2 separate regions of the Lactuca sativa genome follow, and region 2 is linked to region 1. A link is a contact called in public Hi-C data. All regions are on one chromosome and are shown on one strand. The core of a region is the stretch at or near the end of the contact, and the rest is flanking DNA. Distances in the headings are between cores, read along the strand shown. Region 1 holds the start of LOC111905506 (zinc finger CCCH domain-containing protein 65). Region 2 holds the start of LOC111905512 (putative transcription factor bHLH041).

Region 1 (5,549 bases), core at 1,719-4,218:
TTGGAACTCGGCTTTTGTTCAGAAGTTGACTCGTTTAAGGAGGCTTCACTTGGTTGTGCCTGGTCAACACAAAAGTAGAAGGATTTTGTTGATTTATTTTATATGATGAAAAAGAAAATGGAAAAAAATAATAATAAAAAAATAAAATAATACCTCATGAGAGAACATACAGTCTGAACCACGTGGGCAGAAGCCTTTTGAAAGATAGTTATTGCAGGGATACTTTGAGAGTTGATGATCAAATGGACACTCATCACCTTTCATACAAGAATGGCGTGCAAAATGACAACATGGCTGCAACATTTTAAAAAAAAAAAATCACGTTCATCCACAACTTTAACAACATTATGATTATTATAAAATATAAAATATAAAATCATGTACCTTGGATTTTGTCAAGGGGGTTGTATCGTGAGAGAATTTACAATTCTCACCCTGTCATAAATCAAAGGATATGTATATATTGTGTTAGATGTCATATGATGATAAGTTTAGATTTTAAAAGTGAAATGAGAGTAAAAGATTATACCTCATGGCATCTTCCATTTATATAATGACGACAATATATAATTTTCTTCTCTTTTATTACTGGTTGAAGTTTCAGCCTTTTGACACCAAGCTTCCTGTTCTTTTCTGCACGTTTGATTTTTTCTTTTCGCTGAAAAACATGATTATGAACTTATGATGAAAGACTTTGATTTGGAATATTTAAAAGTAAATGCATGGAATAAAAATAAAAGTGCATGTGACTAATAAATGTAACTTCTCAAACAAAGTTCAACCTATCATAACTGGATATATTTATTGTTGGTTTAACATTAATGATTCTATTGTTTCCTATGTTAACTACAGTAATTATACTTTTTTCCTTACTATTTGATTAAGTTCATTTTGTATATTGTAAATACTATTTTAACAAAGATCATCAAAGTAAATAAAAGGTAACCTTTTTCTTTGCTTTTCTTTCTGCAGTCAAAACCCGCTTCTCTTTCTTCTTAGTATCAGCATCCTGTTGTTATAAAAGAAAACATCATCTACTAAGCCAACAATAACCAATTGTAAATAAGAACATAAAAAAAAAAGAGATGTGATGATTCAAAAACTTATGAGAACTGAAAAGATGATATTTTTTAATGAAAGTCAATACATATTTTACTAAAAGATTATCTTTTGTTAAGAAAGTTAGTACCTTGTTTGCAGAAGCATCCTCAGGGTTTTCACCAGTTTTTGTTAAACCTTCCGGAAATGTTGACTGGTCAACAGACTTTTTTGCCTTTTTGTTTGTTCTTTTTTCATCAGTGCAAGATCTCTGTCTCTTTTTATTATTTTGGGCACACTTATCCTGTCATACATTGGGAAAAAAAAATATGATAATAACTTTTTTCTGCTTGTTCTTGAGTAAAAAAGAATAGAAAATAAAGTAAAGTGATTAAACAAATCCAAACCTTAATTGGGAATCCAAAATCTTGATTCTTGGTTGCATTATTTATTAAGTTATTTGCAGACACTGTGGATTTTCCATGAAGAGCTATTTCAGAATAATCCACCAAATTTCTTTTGGTTTTACTTATTACAACTGTCGTATCTTTACCAATATCATCAGCTTTGTTAATAGATAAGGGGGTCAAAGTCAAACTGTTATTTTTCTCAAATCCTGAATTGATACCAGTGAAATCTTCATGTTCTTCTGACCCTGTTTTGTCCACAGATTCCACATCATTATCTTCAGGGACCAAATTTGTAAACTCTCCTGAAATTTCTCCTTCTTCAACATCTTTATTTGTGTCTAAATGAAGAGAAGAAAGATCCAAACTTTCTTCTGATATGTTATGATCTTGTTCAATGGGTTCCACAAGTAAATTAGTATTACATAAACTTTCTTCTTGGGTACCTAAAATCACTCTGGTTTCATCTACATTTGTTTCTTCTTGATGTTCTGAATCATTAGTTGTGATATTTGTGCAAGTGAAGAGAACATCATCTTTTGTGACTGATTCTATATGAGTGTCATCCTTATCTACATGAAAAAATTAGGTCAGAATAACAAGAGATTAGCTTTCATTAACCATTGCACTTCAATGACAAATTTAAGACTTTTGACTAAGTTTACAAATTTCTGGTTTTTGATTTATTTTACAGACTACAAAACAGTGCAAAAGTTTTTCAATGTATGCAATCCACCCTAGGCACATGATCAAATTACATATGATTATCACCAATGAATCCAAGATTCTTTTCAGACAGGTAGATTTAAAGATTCTTTCTATGGGCCAATTGAAATCCTACAAGTAATGTAATTTTGACTCAAAGTATCTCCATTTGCTTTGTTCCACATCAGTTACATATGATCAGTAACAGGGGTACATTCCCTCCACCAGGAAAACTTCAACAAATTGATCATAAATCTTTTTGGGGGCGAAATACCAGAGGGGGCGCAACCTGCTAACCCTCCCTAAGCTCCGGCGCCCCAATGATCATGAAATTGAAGGTAGTTTCCATGAAAAGAAGGTCATTGACACAGCCTCTTTTACACTACACCTATTTGCAATTACAGTTACACTTACAGGTCGCCACGGGCTTAAACCCTCCCCTGAACCTCTACACAAAGAAAACCCTAGAAATCCAGACTGGTACTATTTATGTTAAAAAGGCTCATTGACATTACAGAAAGAATCTATTCACGCACACAAATACAAGTATATACCTGAATTTTGAGTGATATGAGAAGAATCGGCATAGCAAACGGACAGGATATGAAGAAGTGTATCGACAGTCCGGCTCCTGAGCGGCCTTCTTCGGCGGTTAACCGTTGAGGGGTTCGTTGGCCAAATCGGAATTTTTTCTAGGGTTCCGATTTCTGACCTTTCCATTGGCTGCATTGTCACCGTCGCAGTGAGTTCTGAAGCAGGATCTATAAAAACGCCGCCTCCTCGCCCGCGAAATTTCTAAAATTTCAGTTTTATCCCTTCTCTTTAAAACTAATGGAACTAGTCAGCTTTTGTGGTTAATCGTATTTTTATAGGAAATTTTGTCGAATAATAAAAAAAATGAGGTGTCATTGAAAAATATGATTAAGAAAATCGGATTTTTATAAAATGATCAAGGTTTTCGAAGAGACAGACTTTGCGGAAATCGTTTATGCTGTGAGGAAGTGATCTGCTCTGCGGAAATGTCAGAGGTAAAGAATTCTTATTCATTTGCCATTTCTGCATAACATTAACATTTCCTCAGAAGACGTACGATTTCTGCAGAGACCTGTTTTGCGGAACCGTCCCGTCAGATGTTAGTTTTTATCTTTTTGCACAAATATCTAATTCATCAGAGGGGAAGTTGTTGTTCTGCAGAGCCCGTCTCTGCGGAAACATTGATCATTCTATGAATATCCAATTTTCTTTGTTATATTTTTCAACTCCACCTCATTTTTTGGTCATTTGAATTTTTTTCCCCATACTTTTAATACTTCTAATCTACCAATAAATGTATTGTGACGGCTATTGTACTAGTCAATTTATTGGTTTCATGGTTCAACCGGTCGGATCGATCCAAAAGACAAATATATGCAAGGGTATGTATTTATGTACTAAATTATTCTGTAATGAATTTTGTATTCACAACTTAATGTTAATATTCAATAATGAATAAATTAATAATTACACGTTAAAACTAATATTGAAATTTACTATAATAATGCACATACACAAAACTTATAATAGAATAAAAACATTCTAATAAATATATTAATCATCAAACGTTAATATTCACATTAGAAACGCTAGGAACCTATATTTCATAGTTATTTAAATATAAATAATTATTAGATGTGTTAAAATCTTTTTCCTTTTGTTTTTTCAGGTAAGAAAATGACAAAATCGTCATTTTTATAGTATGGTATTTTCATTCATACACTCATTTACAATTTAATAGAATCATTTATATTTTAACATAAAATTCATACAAAATTCCAACTTAATACAATATAGTCACAACTTAATATTAAAATTCATTCACTATTTAATAAATAAAATCCACAAGTTAATACAATACATTCACACATTATTACACAACATTCTTGAGATCAAATAATCATTCACAAATTATTACACAATATTCATGAGATAAAATAAACCATTCTCAATAATTATAAAAACTTATATAAAATTCACAATTTAATACAAAATTAAATATACACACTCACAACTTAATACATAAAAAATACACTTTCACATCCTAATAATTTAACAAATTTCATTGAAGCATTTCCATTAACACCTTTTGTGCACCACATGGTGGAACAAATCTGGTTGGATTAGGTAGCAAGGTGGTGTTTGGTAGCGGCGGTTGTTGTGGTACCTTGTCAGAACTTTGTATATTTCAAGTTTTCAACGTAGAAGGTGTAGACTACACACTTGGATACCTGATTAGGACTCGGGAACAGGGGGTCTAGGGGTAGCGCGCCTGATGGGGTTCAAAGGGGCATCACACTTGGTACGAATCTTATATTCTGCTTGAAATCTAGATTTGTTCTTTCTTGGATTATCAAAAATCGGATTTCATGATACACCTAGGCATTAAGGTCTGAAATCACGAATTTTGGAATAAACGATGCTTGATTTATCCAAGTATTTTGATTAATATGTGAAACCTAGATTCTAACATTTAAGAACAAATTGGAATAAAAAAATTAGAGTTATTGTTGGTTCACGTCCTACACTCCACACTCACACAACACACACTCACGTATGTGTATGTAATTTGCAAAGAAAAAGAACAATTATGTAACTCTACTGTTAAAACTATTATATTAAAAATGAGAGTTCCAATTCAAATAAACTAATATTACTCCTATTTATAATTAAAACAACCAAGAAAACACATGTTGCATATGACCACGTCCTCCTCCGTTTTAGCTCCATGTTCACCTTTCCTGATAATTCGGTCAACAAAAATACAAAGTCTATCTCAAGTTAAACTTGTAGCAAAAGACTCCAACAATCTCACGTCCAACAAGAAGGTTAAAAAGACCCTTTTACACATGGACCATTTAGTACCCATTGACCAGTTACCCACGTGATCCATGAACATATCGATTAACCCAACAACTATACTCTAAATAGTGATGATTTCATGCTTCATAATAAATATCTCTTTGAATATTGACAAATAAATCCCACAAATCCCCTCGTGACTTTTTTTTTTGTAAGCCATGGACCAAAATAACTCATAAGTGGGCGAGTTTGACTTCTTAAAGAAGTTGGTCATCTAAAGTTGGTCAAACAATGCGCCACAAACTATAGACAATTAGATAGTGTCTACTCGAACTCATTTAGACATCACACTTCTAATTTTTACCTATCAGACTAGAGAGAATAGTAATACTTCTAGCACCTTATCACATCATTTTTTTGACTGACATGTCATTTTTTGTTTGTCACCTCGCTAACACTTTATTCTTAATATTTTATAGGGAGTGGTAGCACTCCTAGCTCTCTATTTTTTTTTTCAAATTTAAATAAATTATATGATTTTTTTTTTCAAATTTAAATAAAGTA
Region 2 (5,549 bases), core at 986-3,485, 270 kb after region 1:
TGTGGATGCCCTAACTTTTGACATGATATGAAATGAATGTATGATTGTGTGTTGTGCTAATTTGATGGGCAAAGAAATGAATATGATGCGGTACAAGATGATGATCAATGATATAATACCTTCGACCCCGGAGGGAGTAGTGATTTCAAAGCTTCGAGGCTTTCATTGATTTTCTCTCTTCTTTTACGCTCTGCTATCATGTGATGAAGTTGATTGCTTGTAGGTCGGGTTGTTTGGATCATTTGACTTTGTTGAGCTCGAGCCTCACTTAGATTTCGAAAGAATGAAAGCGATCTTCTATTAAGATTCTGGCGACTTTGAACTCGTTGTTTTGTACACCCTAAACACGATCGATATCTCTTAAATGCAGTAGCAACTCGAGGGGCTTGAAGATGGTAAGAGGAAGAACAAGATGGAGAAGAAGAAGACGAAATGGCTGCAAGAATTGCTTGTGTCATTACAGATTCTTCATGTTCTCTATAAGGTATCAACTTATTGGTTCTAATTTGATATAGGGCATGTTGAAGAGGGTCTTCTGATCTCATTGCTGAAGAAGATGGTGTTTGATTTGGTGTTTGTCGATCCAAAGATGCTTCTTCAATAGGATATATTTCCGGCATATAAGAACTTGTTTGAAGCATGTTGAAGACAAAAGGTGAGTGCTCGGTGCTATTGTCCATGGATAATGATCTAAGAGATGAAGAAGAAGATGAAGGTCGAGCTTGAACAACTGGTTGGGGAAGCAATTCTTGAGGGAAATCGCCAGGAAACAGATTCTTCAGCACAATTTCGAAGTTAGTCTACATTAAAAACACGCAGAGTTAAATAAATATATAGATAAAAATGGGAATAATAAGTCATTCTTTTTGTTCGAGGGTGCATGCCATTGAAGATGAGAACCATTAGTCTAAGAAATTAGTATCTGACCTGCAGGGAGGACCCATTGGACATGCCAAGCTCGATTTCACCATTCTTGCACCCCATAAAAATTGCAGTCTGCAATGGAAGTTTGTCATCATGAGTGTATATATGTGTATGCATGCAGTGTGATCAAGAAGTCAAATACTAAAAATAGATTTATCGGCTTTTATCCATTTTCGTTTCCATCGAGATCTTGATGGAGAACAACCAGCATTTTGTATCCTAAAAGAAAGTGCGGGGAAAGGAGCTAAATGGAACGAATATTGAGCTTAAAATACACACTTGACATACCTTAATCCTAGCTTCCTGCAAGTAAAAGTAGGGATACACAGATTAGCTGGCTTCAAATCTTCAATGCATGCATCAAGATAAATTAATTCCCATCAAGATGATAAAAACTTAATCAGTTTAAAGTATAATTACTTCATAAAATTGTAATTGTGCTGGATTCGATGCCAATCTTAAAAGCTCCAACCCTTTCCGCTCCATGTATGGTAGATTGTGCATGAATGCGAACCCTGGAACGCCTCTATATACACAAAGAAATAAATTAATTAACCCATCGTCAGAAAACATATAATTAAGTTCAAATAGCACTCATTATAGGAAAGAAAAATCATTTTTTCTTGTTCTTACCCACTGTAATCGTCAATCAAGAAAATTGACTTCTGGTAGTCAATAAATGACCTCATGGCTAGACTCCCAGATGATGAGCTTTCTTGCTTGTTTTCTTCTTTGTAAGTTCCGTCAATGAAGATCAGACAACTGCGATTTTTGCATGGCTATCAGAACAGAGAAATGCTTACAGCATACAGACATACATACATACTACATACATCCATACTAACATTTGTATTTTGTGTATGTATGTGTGTATGTACGAATACAAAAACAATCGAGTTAGCATGAGAGATGTACTTGGAAGGATTGGGAAAGTGAGACCAGAGGCAGACGTAAGTGAAACCAAACGTTTCCATGATTTGTCGAAGCCTACTGGATCTTTCAGTTTCTTCAAGATTGAAAATGGAGTCCATTTTCGAAGAAGCTTATTTACAGAAACCTAACTAGGGTTTGATGCATATATATACATACATGTGCATGTATGTACATACATATATATAAAAGATGAAATTAGAAGGATCTGCAGATGGTGCGGAAGTTGAACAGTGGTGATTTTGTCATGGGAGTTCATCCATGGAGTTTCTTGGAGGGCTTCTTCTTCGATGGTCCATCATGTGAACGCAATAAATTAATCATCTATTGACTTGGCAAATCCTTACGCACACTTGAGAGAGATGATTGCAAAAAGTGTGTGTGGAAGATGAAAAGATGAAGCGGAAGATGAATTAAGATGGTATATATAATTATATTATTTTATTTTAATTTCTTATTTAATATAAACCAAGGTCTCTTTCACACAGTTTCTTTTATTTTTCAAATTTCTTTTTTATTTTTGATGTGTATATGTGGTTCATAAGAATTTGGTTGGTGGAGAAAGTCTTTTATGAAGAATACATACTTCTCAAAGAGGTTATATATATATATATATATATATATATATATATATATATATATATATATATATATATATATATATATATATATATATATATATATATATATATATATATATATATATATATATATATATATATATGATGTAGGTAAAAGAGTAATTCTTGGTAAAACATAATTTTATGAAAGGGAATAAAGACCAAGAGAAATTTGGGCTTTTTACAATCCCTAAGGTTATTTTTTTCCTTTTCAGAATATAAAATGGATGTCACCCTTACTTATTAAACACGTCTAACATGTCACTTAAGAAATCAAAGCTAATGTAGCTACCTTGTTAGCAACTAAATGTCCATACCATCTTCCACGATATACTGTTACTACTGGGAATTCATTTCTTCGATTGCTTTACGCTCAATGGAAATTTCATTTTTCTTACGGTAGTCACTCTTCGGCCAAGAAGTCTCCGATGCACTTAGAAGCTTGTTCTTCTTAGCACTCACCACAACTCTCTTCATTCTCATCTACATTTCATCAACATCTAAACTCTCCACCTCTCATCTTGGTCGCAACTCATCTTTATTTCCTTCAAAACCTTAATAGAGTTTCTCCCAAAACTCATAATTGAAAACCGCAACCAAAAATCAACCCTAATCTAGTCTCAATTTTATCTCCCCGCCATTAACAAAAGTCTTTTTGATAACTTTTAAACTATTTTTTTTTCGGCTTCAATTTTGATTTAGATCACGATAACTTGTGATAAAAAATCCAAGAAGAATCTTTGAATATGAAAATTTCTTGCATAATCGAGAAATCTTGTTACACCGTAAATTTTCAAACCAAAATTCTCGTTTTTAAAACACAAACTTTTATAATATTTCACAAAAACCAAAACTGTCTCAAAAGTCAACATAAATCCACAATAAAAGTCAAATCCAAAAATCCTCAACATTGTCTCGGACAGGTGTATACGATCATGTCGATGCGTTCTCGCGGTCCTGAGAGGTATCTGAAACACTTAACACATAACACGGTAAGCACGAAGCTTAGTGAGTTCCCCAAAATATCACATACACAAATAATAAGCCTCTCATAGCTATAACTCGACATGGAACCTCCGGTCTCATGCGTCTCGGTGTGGACCCTCTGGTCATGTGTCTCAGTGAGGACCCTCCGGACTTACAGCTCGGTTTGGGCCCTCCAGGCCAGTATCTCAGTGAAGACCTTCCGGTCCTACAACTCGGTTTGGACCCTCCGGTCCTATCTCAGTAAGCACAAAATATAGCATACATATCACACAAACAAAATGCATACTATCATATAACTCAAGTAAACACATAGGACCCTCCAGTCGCACAAAGATACCACTCTTGGTAAGTATAGTGAAAAGAATCACCTCGTAAGTAGACTAAGAAAATGTGTACTCCTCAAACACGAATCACCGAATATAGCCTCTGCCTAATCACATATGATAATTATTTCTAATTAACACCTTAATCACAAATTATAAATAAACTAAGTTATTTACCCTTTCTAACTCTTGGATTGGGAAAAAAAGACCATTTTACCCCTCCATGGTCACCATGACTCATGATTGACCAAACCCTAAAGTTAACAGAAGTCAAACTCGAGTCAATAGTCCATGTTGAGCCAACTCGCCGAGTGCACCTATGTGACTCGCCAAGTCCACATTGTTCCTCAGAACGTTGCGAAAACCCAACTTAACTTGTTAAGTTGTCTCATCAATTCGCCGAGTCACCCTTGTCCAGACTCGTCGGGGAAAACCCTAGCCGGCTCGTCGAGTCCCTAAAGTCAAAATCTCATTCGGCCGTTTTAAACCAGATCTACCACTCCAAAGGTTCGAATGGCATGTAAATCTTTGATCTTTACATTCATGCATGGCATATTTGCTCCATAATGCTACTACAAGCTCTAACTAAAGTGTTTAAGCACAATAACTCTTTTTTTACTGGATAAAGCTGGAACGTTTAGCCTCTATGGACCTCACAAGGTCCAGATCTGATGTCTCAATGCTTGGCAAGCACAAGTCATACCAAATCTCAAGGAAATATGGAAAAAAGCCCCAAAAGTTCCTCATTAACAAGATCTAAACAACATGATGAGCAAGGTGATGGCTTCTACCTTCGAACATAAACTCCAAGTGAAAGAATACTGGATCCCACAGCTTTTCCTTGTTCCTTGCTTGTAACTCACTTCTTCCCTTCCAAAAGAATCACCAAAATACTCAAATATTAGCTCTATCACTCTCTCTTAGCTCAATGGACGATTAGGGTTTCACACAGGGGAGTTGCGTAGCTGGTGAGGCGGAAATGAGGACATAAGTTCCTTTAAATAGGCCCCAACCCCTGAGATTCAGGGTTTCATCTCACAGTGCCAACTCGACGAGTTGGTTATTAGACCCACATGGTCAATTCGTCTCTACTTGACGAGTTGATGCACCAACTCGTCGAGTTTCTCAATAGATCATAAAAATAAATATATAAATAAATAATATACCTGGGAGTCCGAATGTTACAAATCTTCAAAGAGAAGTACATCAAAATGAACAAGAGTGTCAAGATTTCTTCTTATCCCCGTCAGATATCCGACTCGTTCGCCAATGTCCTGGTACCTATCGAATTTGAACCCGAATGCAACTACACAAACGAATATTTGTTCAAAAATTCACTCATCAACAATCATTGCATAACCAAAGATCCATCAATGGAAGATCTATTCTATCTACCCTTATCAATTCCAAGACTAAGACACTGTCTAAGGGAAAGAATCAATGAAATACAATACATCATCAAAGAGTACATTTACAACATCAAATATAAATACCCTTACTAAATTAGTGTTGTTGATCGTATGTACGTTCCATGTCATTTAATCGGACATGTCACCATTAACAAACCATATGAAGTTTTGACTTACTAGATTCTCTACTATGTGGTGGCTGGAAGGTGAGTTGTATGGAGAGAGAGAGAGAGAGAGAGAGAGAAAGAGAAAGAGAGAGCGAGACTTTAAAATAAAAAATAATATTTATATTAGAGAATAACATTTAACATAAAAAATCCATGTGGATGCCATATAAGTGCCACGTTGACCAGTTG

What was found. Hi-C and Micro-C count contacts between places; a contact is called where the count stands out from the background.
Region 2: a Hi-C map of leaf shows a contact between it and region 1, with 4 times the contacts expected there. The contact joins the promoter of LOC111905512 here to the promoter of LOC111905506 in region 1. A contact is called at or near these places in 3 of 4 Hi-C or Micro-C datasets (leaf and seed).

The regions. Positions count from the first base shown.
Region 1 is chr7:51,991,821-51,997,369 of Lsat_Salinas_v11, forward strand. LOC111905506 (zinc finger CCCH domain-containing protein 65) reads right to left here and starts at 2,969. Exons shown (of 8, transcript XM_023901190.3): 1 at 2,705-2,969; 2 at 1,446-2,017; 3 at 1,190-1,342; 4 at 947-1,009; 5 at 530-658; 6 at 385-435; 7 at 154-294; 8 at 1-59. The coding sequence starts at 2,879.
Region 2 is chr7:52,258,872-52,264,420 of Lsat_Salinas_v11, forward strand. LOC111905512 (putative transcription factor bHLH041) reads right to left here and starts at 2,236. Exons shown (of 7, transcript XM_052765573.1): 1 at 1,840-2,236; 2 at 1,558-1,686; 3 at 1,345-1,450; 4 at 928-996; 5 at 120-800. The coding sequence starts at 1,955.